Linked DNA regions of Mus musculus: region 1 is linked to region 2. Evidence: chromatin contacts called from public Hi-C data. All regions are on one chromosome and are shown on one strand. Each heading gives the region's core, a stretch centred on a gene start, on an enhancer-like site or on the middle of the called end of the contact. The rest is flanking DNA. Distances are from core to core; before and after follow the strand shown. Region 1 holds the start of Ghitm (growth hormone inducible transmembrane protein). Region 2 holds the start of Rps24 (ribosomal protein S24).

Evidence for each region. Hi-C and Micro-C count contacts between places; a contact is called where the count stands out from the background.
Region 1: a Hi-C map of B cells shows a contact between it and region 2, with 5 read pairs. The contact joins the promoter of Ghitm here to the promoter of Rps24 in region 2. A contact is called at or near these places in 2 of 484 Hi-C or Micro-C datasets (B cells and CD4 T cells).

The regions. Positions count from the first base shown.
Region 1 is chr14:37,133,758-37,139,032 of GRCm38.p6, forward strand. Ghitm (growth hormone inducible transmembrane protein) reads right to left here and starts at 1,565. Exons shown (of 9, transcript NM_078478.5): 1 at 1,438-1,565; 2 at 1-46. The coding sequence starts at 7.
Region 2 is chr14:24,486,762-24,492,816 of GRCm38.p6, forward strand. Rps24 (ribosomal protein S24) reads left to right here and starts at 3,917. Exons shown (of 6, transcript NM_011297.3): 1 at 3,917-3,997; 2 at 4,989-5,054; 3 at 5,146-5,355. The coding sequence starts at 3,995. It overlaps Polr3a (polymerase (RNA) III (DNA directed) polypeptide A), which reads right to left and starts at 297. Exons shown (of 31, transcript NM_001081247.2): 1 at 112-297. The coding sequence starts at 155.

The sequences.
Region 1 (5,275 bases), core at 315-2,814, about 13 Mb after region 2:
CCAACATGGTGGGCGATACACCGGTTTACTAAGCAGATCTGAAATGCTAGTTAGAAAGGTAGAGGGGGGAAAAATTTAGTTAATTAAGAAGGAAACATAGTAGCCAAAATCAGAAGAAACTTAATTTAAATAGAAGAAAAAAATCAGAACAGTGGCCTCATTAATTTTTAATGCTGTATCCTTCCCTTGTTCCTTCTGACTCAACAAATCTAGTTTAGAATGGGCAGCCAATGATATAAATCCAAGTTTGACCAGATATATGTAATACAGAATCAATGTTATTATGTTGACACAATCACAGATTTTACAAACATAGCTTGGCCTGATATTTACTCCATCATTCAATGAGTAAAAGTAAAAGAATCTGTGTGACATTTCAGCACAAGAAAAACATCATCCAGAGAAAAGATAACTAAACCACTCGAGACTAAAAACCATGAACAAAAGCCAGGCATGCAAATGTCTACCAAGTAGGTCAGATGTTACTTCCCTTTAAGATACGACAGATACATTCAAATTAAATTATTCCACTACATAACATTCAATCAAAATAAACAAAATTGCCCTGCTAGGTTTCCCTGTTAAAACACCTTCTGGTATTCTTAATAGGGTAACCCCTGCCCCCAACATTCTAAAATTGAATTGTCTCAGTTCCAGTTAGACTATATCGATAAATAGTTAAGTACACGCCTTTCTGCGATGCTAAAGGCACATTTCTGGTCAATGAGTTGTGATGAATTTTAGGCAAGTGATTTGTATTTCCGCTTTCTCCCCATTTGTAAAATATTTAAATACAAGAAAACTTGGCCAAAATGGGACTTTGAAATCGCCCATGAATTACCCTAAAACTATAGGAATGTAAAGAAGTTTTAACTAGCACCTCCAAAGTTAAGAATTTCCGGAACTACGAAGTGCACACAGCTCTAGGCATCTGACCTTGCGGAAAAAACCCGGAGCCCTTTTGGTACTTTCATGCCATTACATCATCTCAACCTATGGCTTCAGCTTACTGACCCGAACAGAGCCTACCTAGTCTGCGTGGCCTTATGTCGTGGAACAGCCAAGAGGGTTATCTGCCATATATTTAAGTGCAGATTCTGGACGTCTGAAACCGGCTCCTGGGCTGGGTCTCTACGAACTAGTGGCGACCCTTCCTAACGCTTCCTTGAGCTTGAGTGTTCGGATGCGCCCGGTCCTCCCCTCTCACCGCTAGCCCGCTGCCTCCGCGTCCACGCACCACCCCCACGGCACCCGATCGCCGACAGCTAGGGCCCCCGCGCGGGTCCCCGAGCGGCTGACTCAGCATCCCTCTGCCCAGGGAGATGAAGAGCGAGGACGAGCCCGGCCTTCCCGCCCCGCCCGTAGCAGCCAGCCCAGATCCCGCTGTGCCGACGCCCGTCACAAGGACTGGAATTCTCAGGCCTCGCGAGGCAGTACCTCAGCTCCGGTCACCTCTACCACGGGGCTCCCTTCCGGGTCACCGAAACTCAGAGTGTGCGACCTCCCTCTGCCCGCTCCTCCGCAACCGCGCGACTCACAGCGTCACGCAATATCCGGACAAAAGGTAAATAGTACAAGCAGCCAATCGAGAGCAGGCTTCTAACGGAAGGGCGGGCGCAGTGGCGAAGGCGGGGCTTGGTTTGGAGACCGGACCAATGGAAGTTTGTGTTTCGAAAACGTCACAGTCAGCGTCCTTTCTGGGTCCGAGTAAGGAAGCCGACACTGGCAAACGCTTTGGGCATCTGCGTTGTGCGTTGTGCGCACTCGCTGCCAATAGGTGTGGGGGCGAAAAAGGGAGTTGGACTGGTTGGCAGCGCACTCCTTAAGTCCCACTTTTTGGGGAGGCAGGTAGATCGCTGTGAGCTCTAGGCCAGCTTAGAATTACTTTTGTTATTGGATTTAGGTTTAACAATGAATTTTCACATTTAAATTGGATTTTGTTCTATTTAAGAGTCATTCTTAAAACACGTTTTACGCCGAGAGTAATTAGTTTGGGTTAATCGTCTAGTCGCGTTGGCTGGCACGAAATTAACTAACCCTTAGAGGTATAATTTAGTCAGACTTTCGTTAACTGCTTAATTTTTATCACTGCTGGGGCTGTGGCTAGGCAGGGTGTCTTGAGCTATGTGAGAGGTACTTGACGCGCTCTCCTTTTCATTCATTATGCAAATGTTAAGGGATTTGATACTGGTTTAGTGAGTTCTGCATATATTAATTTACTTTGAATTAATTATAAGGCCAGGACCAAATCTTTTGTATTTATGGAATGACAGAACCCACCTAGGCATTTTCACTACTTTGCTTTAGCTATTATGCTACATGAACTCATGTATGAACATATCAATACACAAAATTAACTTGAGCATTTTAATAAAGTTTATGTTTTTATAACTTATGATCAATTTTTTTTTTGTATGTACTGAAAACTAAGCCTTAATTTTAGGAACTTTTAGAAGTTAGATGGATAGTTAAACAATCATTGGTTGAGTTTCTTGTTTTGGGCGTTTAGCCAGAAAATAACGCCAATGGTCTATATAGTAGTGAGTTTCAGAATGGCCAGAGTAAGACAGACCTAGTCTGCGGCAGGGGCTGGGGGTGGGGCATAGTGTCAAAATTGAATAACACATTTTTTCTAATTGCCATAAAAACATTCCTACCAAATGTGGCATTTTTTTTTTTTTTAAATTAGAGCCAACCTGCTTCTTGAGTGTACTACTGATGGTGAGATCTAGAGGGGTTTATTTCCGAGTTTTTCTTTCCTTTCCTTTCCTTTCCTTTCCTTTCCTTTCCTTTTCTCTTTTTTTTCTTTTTTCTTTTCTCTTCTTTCTTTCTTTCTTTTTCTTTTTTACCTTTTGACTTTTCAATGACATTTTTGTTTGTTTGTTGTCAAGCTTCAGGCTCCACTTGAGTAACAGAATACATACAAACCACTCTTCTTGTGAAGGTTTTTATTTATTTTATTTTATTTTATTTTATTTTATTGTGTGTGTGTGTGTGTGTGAAGGCTACTGAAATGCCTCAGTGGAAAATAATTTATTACAATAAGAGACATGTCTCTTTTATTTTTGGTTAGGAGCCTGACCTTTAGTGCTTGAGCCATCTTTTCAGCCCAAGAGGTTATTTCTTGGTATCCATGAAAGAGCACCCTCCTACAACTTTTGATAGAATCAAACCAAGAATACTTCCAGTGTTGCACAAAGGAATACACAAGCAAAGTGAAAGTAGATCGGTATAGCAAACTATTTTTGTTAATAAATAAAAAAGTATGTGTGATGGTTTATATGTGTTTGTTCCAGGGAGTGGTACTATTAGGAGGTGTAGCCTTGTTCGAATAGATGTGTCACCGTGGGCATGGGCTTTGATACCCTAGTCCTAGCTGCCTGGAAGTCAGTATTCTGCTGCTGCCTTTAGATGAAGATGTAGAACTCTCAGCTCCTCCTGCACCATGCCGGCCTGTATGGTGCCATGCTCTCACTTTGATGCTAATGGACTGAACCTCTGAACCTGTAAGCCAGCCCCAATTAAATGTTGTCCTTATAAAAGTTGCCTTGGTCATGGTGTCAGTTCACAGAAGTAAAACCCTAACTAAGTGTGCAACAACCTAAAGCAGGATATCGAGCATATCTGGCAGGAAGTTCACTTGCTTTTTACTCACACCAGGATGACTCTCTCTGTTCCCCATTGACTGGGGAGCCACCTTACAACCTTTATGATTAACTAGTTTTAAAAGAATTTGTGCAAAGAAATGGAGAAAAATGAGAAGGTAACAGCCTTTTAATTCACCCAAATTCTTGATTACTTCAGGGCTTTTGCATAAACAACAGTTTTATCCAGTGGTGTGATGGTGAGGCATTAAAACATTTGCCTAAAGGTATTACAAGAAATGTGAGTGGGAGCCTGATAAAAACGTTTGCATCAAAGTCTTACAAGGTGGACTGGAGAGATGGCTCACAGGTTAAGAGCACTGTCTGCTTTTCCAGAGGTTCTGAGTTCAATTCCCAGCAACCACATGGTGGCTCACAGTCATCTGTAATGAGATATGGTGCCCTCTTTTGGCCTGCAGGCATACATGCAGGCAGAACGCTGTATACACAGTAAATCTTTTTTTTTTTTAAGTCTTACTGAAAGGAAATAAAACTGTAATTCATGTAATGTATGTTAAATAGCCCAAAGAGTTGTTTCTGAGCTTTGAAACCTGGGGCTGAGAACATAGCAGAACAGACCAGGACATGCCCGGGCAAGCCCATCGCCTCCCTAGCTCCCACCCCTCTGACCTAAGTTAAATGTTACAGGCTGCTGATGTTTAAATGGACCAATCATGTGGAACTGTGCCAATTCCTCCCCCAGCCCCACTCCTTTTCTATAAAAACCCCTAGCTTCCAAGCCTCGTGGTCGAATCCACTGTCTCCTGTTATGTGAGATACGTTTCGACCCGGAGCTCCGCCATTAAAAAACCTCTTGTTGTTACATCAAGGTGTTGTGTTCTATTCTTGGGTGCACGCCGAATCGGGAGCTGAGTGGGGGTTTCCCCACTGAGTTCTTTCATTACAAGGTGAGGAGATAAAAAGATTTGAATCCCTTGTCATAAAACTTTTACACTATTTGACAGAAAAGACTAATTAATAGGTCGTATTAACCGTGAAACCAATATTTACTGGGTGTTCATTTTGAACCATGTACTGTAATAAGGATGACTAGTAACTGAAACATATGCCTTTAGGCACTTATTTTCTGGTGGAGACAGAAAACACACAAGCATAATGTTAGGTGGTAAAAAGTACTAAGAAGAAGGAGGAGAGGAGGAGGAAGAAGAGGAGGAGAGGAGGAGTTGAGCCCTAGAGGTCTAGAAAATAGACTATAAATAGGATAATTACCATGTAAAATGTATTTTGAACCTTTATTATCTTCTAAGGAATGGTTTATTGTCATTTATGATCATCTAACTAGATAAATCTTGACAGACATAATGCTTTGCTGTTATATGGGTAAGAAAATAGTTTGACAGCATCCGAGGTCTTATCGCTTCCCTCTGCAAATGGCAGGAAAAGTCTAGAGAAGCTGTTACTGAAGAGATTAACTATATGGAACATGGATGGAGGATGGGCACTTTAATCTTCAGACACCCGATTTGAGTAGCTCACAAACAGGATCTCTGTTTAGCTCCTTCAATCTTTCCTACAGCCTTTGTTACAGCAGAGAAGGAATTTACAGCACAGTAATTGAACCTTATTCTTTGTAAAGAAAGTAGGGCTTTGTTTTTATTCCCTATTTTCCT
Region 2 (6,055 bases), core at 2,667-5,166:
ATCCTGGAACTTTTTTCTTCGCTCCCTTAACAACTGTCCCTCTCCTGGGACACTCTGGGACCCGGGACCTCAGCCTCCACCTCACCCCCACCCCTTCGGGGGCGTCCTTACATTTTCTTAGCCACATCCGTCTCGCGGAACTGCTCCTTCACCATGGTGCCGGCTGGCCGGACGCCCTTCTCGGAGCTGCGACTACAAAAACCACTGTCGCCGCACCTTCCCGGGGTGCTTAGGTATTTAGGAGTAAGGAAGCTGCAGCAGCCTCCCCGGCCACCGTAGAGCGCCGCACGTGCCGCTTCCTCTTCCGCCGCCGGACTTTATGAAGAGAGGCTTGGCAGACGCTGCTTTGAGCCCTCCTTCTAGATCGCCATCTAGCGGCTCCTTCACGAAAATGCACCTAGGCCGCGCAGATCAGTGGGGGAAAATGGCTTTTTCAGGTGGGTTTCTCAAAACAGCAGAAGAGGCCGGGCGTGGTGGCGCACGCCTTTAATCCCGGCACTTGGGAGGCAGAGGCAGGCGGATTTCTGAGCTCGAGGCCAGCCTGGTCTACAGAGCGAGTTCCAGGACAGCCAGGGCTACACAGAGAAACCCTGTCTCAAAAACAAAAACAAAAACAAAAAAACAGCAGAAGAGACGGATGGACCGCTTTTTTTGTTTGTTTTTTTTTTTTGTTTTTTGTTTTTTGTTTTTTGTTTTTTTGTTTTTTTGTTTTTTTGTTTTTCAAGGCAGGGTTTCTCTGTGCAGCCCTGGCTGTCCTGGAACTCGCTCTGTAGACCAGGCTGGCCTCAAACTCAGAAATCTGCCTGCCTCTGCCTCCCGAGTGCTGGGATTAAAGGCATGCGCCACCACGCCCCGCAGTTTTGTTTTTTTTTTTTTAAATCTCAAGGTCAAAAAGTTACATCAAATAGAAAAAAAAATCAAACAAGGACCGGCGCGCGCGTGTGTGTGTGTGTGTGTGTGTGTGTGTGTGTTGTTGTTGTTGTTGTTGTTTCCTGAGAAAGGCTCTCCATATATAGTCCCGACGGGTACTGAATTTGCCATCCTGTCTCCATACTCTCAGTGCTCAGTTACATCCCACCTGGTATAAATAAGTAAATTTACATATCTATTTACATACTTGTGTACAAACATATATACAAACACATATAAACACGCTTATTCTTACACAGCATATGTAATATATATGTATGGTTCGTTTTGAATTGTGTGTTTTGTAAATAGATGCAACAAAAACCCACCCAACCCTTCAGCTCTCCAAGGAGAGAAAGAACGGTCTATTAAAAACTGCCAGAAGCCGGGCGTGGTGGCGCACGCCTTTAATTCCAGCACTCGGGAGGCAGAGGCAGGTGGATTTCTGAGTTCGAGGCCAGCCTGGTCTACAGAGTGAGTTCCAGGACAGCCAGGGCTACACAGAGAAACCCTGTCTCAAAAACAAAACAAAACAAAACAAAACAAAACCAACTGCCAGGCCACCACTAAGAACAGTAGAAGACAGCTCCCAGCAGCAAAGCCTTGCTAGGTTTTAGGGACTTATATGGCTGGAGTGGGGCCAGCTCAGAAAATCCCGGTGGTTAGCATGAGAACTCTGTTGGGCAGGGAGGAGACTGACAGATACAGCCAGGAGCCTTCAGCCAGCTGTTAAGGGCTTCTGAGAAATGCTTTAAGTCTGTTTCCTAGCAAGGTCTGGTGGGGTCCAGACCATCACTTTAAAATAGTGCCGTCAGCACTGCCGTTTGGGGGCCTGCTTTGGGGACTTAACATACTTGTGTGTGTTTGTGTGTGTGCAGGCAGAAGTGCAGGTTGGTCTCCTCTGCACACTAAGCCCTGTACTCGGGTATTTCCCTTGGAATAATGCTGTTAATTCATGTTTGCTCCACTTTATGCAAAGCATTAACTTCTGGTTCAGGCAATATTAAAAGCTTATTTTGTGTCAGATCAGAGATTCACACACATACAAAAAAAAACCCAAAATATATTTTGAGATAGGTTCTCTCTATGTAACCCTAGTTGGTATGTTGGTGCTTGCTTTGTAGCCCAGGATAGCCTCAAGTTCTTGGCTAATCCTCTTATTTAACTTCACAGATTGGTGTGGTCATTCATAGGTGTATGCCACCACAGCTGGTTCAAATAGATAGTTTCTTTCTTTTTTTTTTTTTTCTCCATCCAGAGCTGGGCATTGAACTCAGAGCCATTGCATACTGAACAATGTAGATTGTACCCAGAGCCTTTGCATATTAGACAGTGTTCCGCCACTGAGTGGACCTACATCCTCAGTTCTTTTAAAATTTTAACTGGAGCCAGGATCCAGCCATGTCATCCAGGCTGGCTGGATAAAAACCAGTCTTTTAAAAACTCACAAGTTTTTAAAAGACTCTCAGAAAGTCTCAAAGCCAAAAGAGCCACAATCCTCCCTTCCAATCCAATAAACTGCTAGGTGTGGTGCCCCACTTGGGAGGTGAAGGCAGAAAGATCAGGAATTCAGGATCATTCTTGGCAATGCAATGGATTTTTCAAGACCTTGCATGGGCTTCGAAGGTCTGGTTTTAAAGAACCTAAAGCCTCACACACGAAAAACCTTATGAAAAAGTCACTAGCAACTCGTGGTGTCACGTCAATGCAATAGGGGTGAGTAGTTAAGGTTTCTGCTATTTCCCTGGTGTAAAGCAGGGATGCTGACTGAAAGGCCTTTTTTTTCTCATTAATTAATTTATTTACTTTACGCCCTGATCAAAGCCCCCACCCCACCCCGACCCCAATGGCTTTCTTAAATGCCTTCAAGATGAACTTTTTTGGAGACAAGTTTTACTTTATTTTATTCTTTTTTTTTTTTTGGTTTCTCGAGACAGGGTTTCTCTGTGTAGTCCTGGCTGTCCTGGAACTCACTTTGTAGGCCAGGCTGGCCTCAAACTCAGAAATCCACCTGCCTCTGCCTCCCGAGTGCTGGGATTAAAGGCATGTGCCACCACGCCCGCCCGGCACTTTATTTTATTCTTGAGTCAGCGTCTCACTGTGCAACCCTGATTGACCCAAAACTCTTTGTAGGCCTCAAACTCAGAGATCTGCCTTCCTCTACCTCTTAGGCCCTGCTTAGTGGAAACAATTTAAACCAACTACCTGCCTCTAAGATTTAAACTAGTGGTTCTTAGCCTTGCTAACGCTGCGGCCTCTTACTACAGTTCCTCATATTGTGTTAACTCTTGACTATAAAATTATTCCTGCCGGGCAGTGGTGGCGCACGCCTTTAATCCCAGCACTTGGGAGGCAAAGGCAGGCGGATTTCTGAGTTCAAGGCCAGCCTGGTCTACAGAGTGAGTTCCAGGACAGCACAGAGAAACCCTGTCTCAAAAAACCCAAAAATAAATAAATAAATACTTAAAAAATAAAATTATTCTCGTTGCTACTTAATTGTAATTACTTAATTGTAATTAATTTGCTGTGATTTTGACTTGTAATGTAAATATCTGTTTCCTGATGGTTTTGGGCAACCCTTGCAAAAGGGTCGTGACCCTTTGGCTGAGAACCGCCGATTTAAACAAATGACATTGAAAGCGAACTTTACTGGGTGAAGTAGCGCACATTTCTCAAATCCAACGTGCCTGGGAGGCAGAAGCAGGCCGTTCTCTTGAATTCGAGGTCAGCGTGATCTACAGCGATAGTTTCAGGGCAGCCAGGGCTATATAGTGAACTCCTGTTTCAGAAAACAACAAAATACAAATGCAGGACGGAAAAGAAGGGAATGGGAAATATACACGCGATTGTGTAACCATACATCAATTTGAGTGGATCCAATTCAGGCCAGCCAGAGCCCAGGTCTGGGGCGTGGCTAAGGGCTAGCGAGGCGTGGCTTCAAGTACTTTCGGTCAGGCATTGCTGTAGTCTACCCCAAGGCCTTAGCCACGCCCCCGCGCTGGGGTCCTTCCTTGCGCGTTGATATGATTGGTCGGCAGTGAGCGGTCCTCTTTTCCTCCTCTCCAGCTCCGGCGCCGTAGCCATCATGGTGAGTCTCCTCGGGCTCTCAGCACTATCCGTCGCTTATCCGCGCCATCCCTGCCTGTTCGGGGACCCCACTAGAGCTGCAGCCATCCGGGGCCCACTTACTCTGCTCCGGCCTGCCTCACGGAGGCCGGTCGCCCGGGGTCGCCGAGTCGCGGCTGTCCGGCACCGCCGTCCGGAACACGCCGGGCTTTGGGCTCCCGGGCCTCGGCTATGGAAACCCCTGTGGAGCTTCAGGGGCACGAGTGAGGCGGGCGCTGGCGGGCCAAGGTGACGAAGGCGCCTCCGGCTCTTGGGCCAGCGGACTGAGCGGTGGAGCAGAACTTGGGTGCCTCGGGGACCGCCAAAAAGTGGCCTTGTCCACTTCTCTGAGGCGGAGGACTGAGCCTTCCGCCACGCGCGGGCTGTTCTTTGACTCGTGCATGGTGCTATCGAGGTGACTTAATCCCGATTCCTCGAGTCGAGCTCGGAAGGCAAGCAGCCATGTGCAAGCTGCCGATTTGAGTTGATCTCTGCTAATTTTCGTGTCTGTTTAAGCTCGCTGAATGCCAGCTACTGCGGTACTTACTCTAATTAGGGAAGAAGTTGGCGAAGTCCTGTGTCTGGGTAGCCACTGAGAGATGCTGGGAACCACTGAGACTTCTCTCTCCAAGCACTAGAGGCATTGGTTGCAGCATGTAGAGAGTCCTGGTGGTGTCCAGTGTCAGGTGATCAGGGATTCTCAAATCAATATGTGAGATCACAAAATCAGTAGTACTTCAAATGATAGCCATAATCTAAAGTGAAGTTTGGATGACGTGAGAGAAAATGAGTTGTTTTATGGTAGTTTATGAGGCGCTGTCGCCTGCTTTGGGGCTTTTTTGCCTTTTCTTTCCTTTATAGCTTGTCCCCAATTCCTGCCTCTTTCTAGACTGCATTGCTAGTAATTGCTGAAAGGCCAGAGCAAAGGCAAGACGAGATTTTTAACATCTTACTGACTTGTGTGTTACCTGCAGAATGACACAGTAACCATCCGGACCAGGAAGTTCATGACCAACCGTCTGCTTCAGAGGAAACAGATGGTAAGGATCAGAGTCAAAATGTGGTCTTTGTGTCTGCTTTTGAAGATGTAGTTAACTTGTAAGGAGTACTGACTCTTACACCTCTTTATAGGTCATTGATGTCCTTCATCCTGGGAAGGCAACAGTACCAAAGACAGAAATTCGGGAAAAGCTGGCCAAAATGTACAAAACCACACCAGATGTCATCTTTGTATTTGGATTCAGAACCCACTTCGGTGGTGGCAAGACCACTGGCTTTGGCATGATCTATGATTCTTTAGATTATGCAAAGAAGAATGAGCCTAAACACAGACTGGCAAGAGTAGGTATCTTATTCTTTAATGGATACATGCCTGTAATCCCAGCCTGGACTGAGTTAGGATGGCAAGTTAGATTTTGTTTTCCAGTGTATATTGGGATACAATAAGCAGTTTGGGCCAAACTTGTGGTGTTCTACCTACCCACTAGCCCATCTCCATGCAGTTTCTCTGGCCTTCTGAACTGGAACTTAGCAGTCTTTACTGGGCTTTCTATTTCTAAGTAGTGGAATTGCAGGTGTGCACTGCCATACCTCACTGTTTTGTATGAGCCGTGCTGCCGTCCATGCCTAGGAAAAGTTGGTATCATTTAATGGGAAAGTTACCATATACAATATACAATGCACACATGGTACCTTTAAAAATGTACAAACTTCATGTAGTCCAAAATGGGTAACAAGCTTGGTTGATGGTCAGGATGCACCTGGCTGGCTTATTTCATTCTTTTAGGTGACTTCTCACTGTCGCCCAGGCTGACCTCCTCTGTCTCCAGCGTGGTGAGATTACAGGCATGGGTTGCCCACCCTGAGTTATTTTCTTGTTTGTTTCATTGGGTTGTTTATTTGAGGCATGGCCTTTAGCACAGGCTAGCCACAAACTGGGAGTTACTTTACCCAGTTTCATGAGTTCTTTAGTCCATTTACTCCTTGGTATGATGAATTCTCTACTATAACAGTTGGACATGAGGACTTCCTGAAGTTTTTT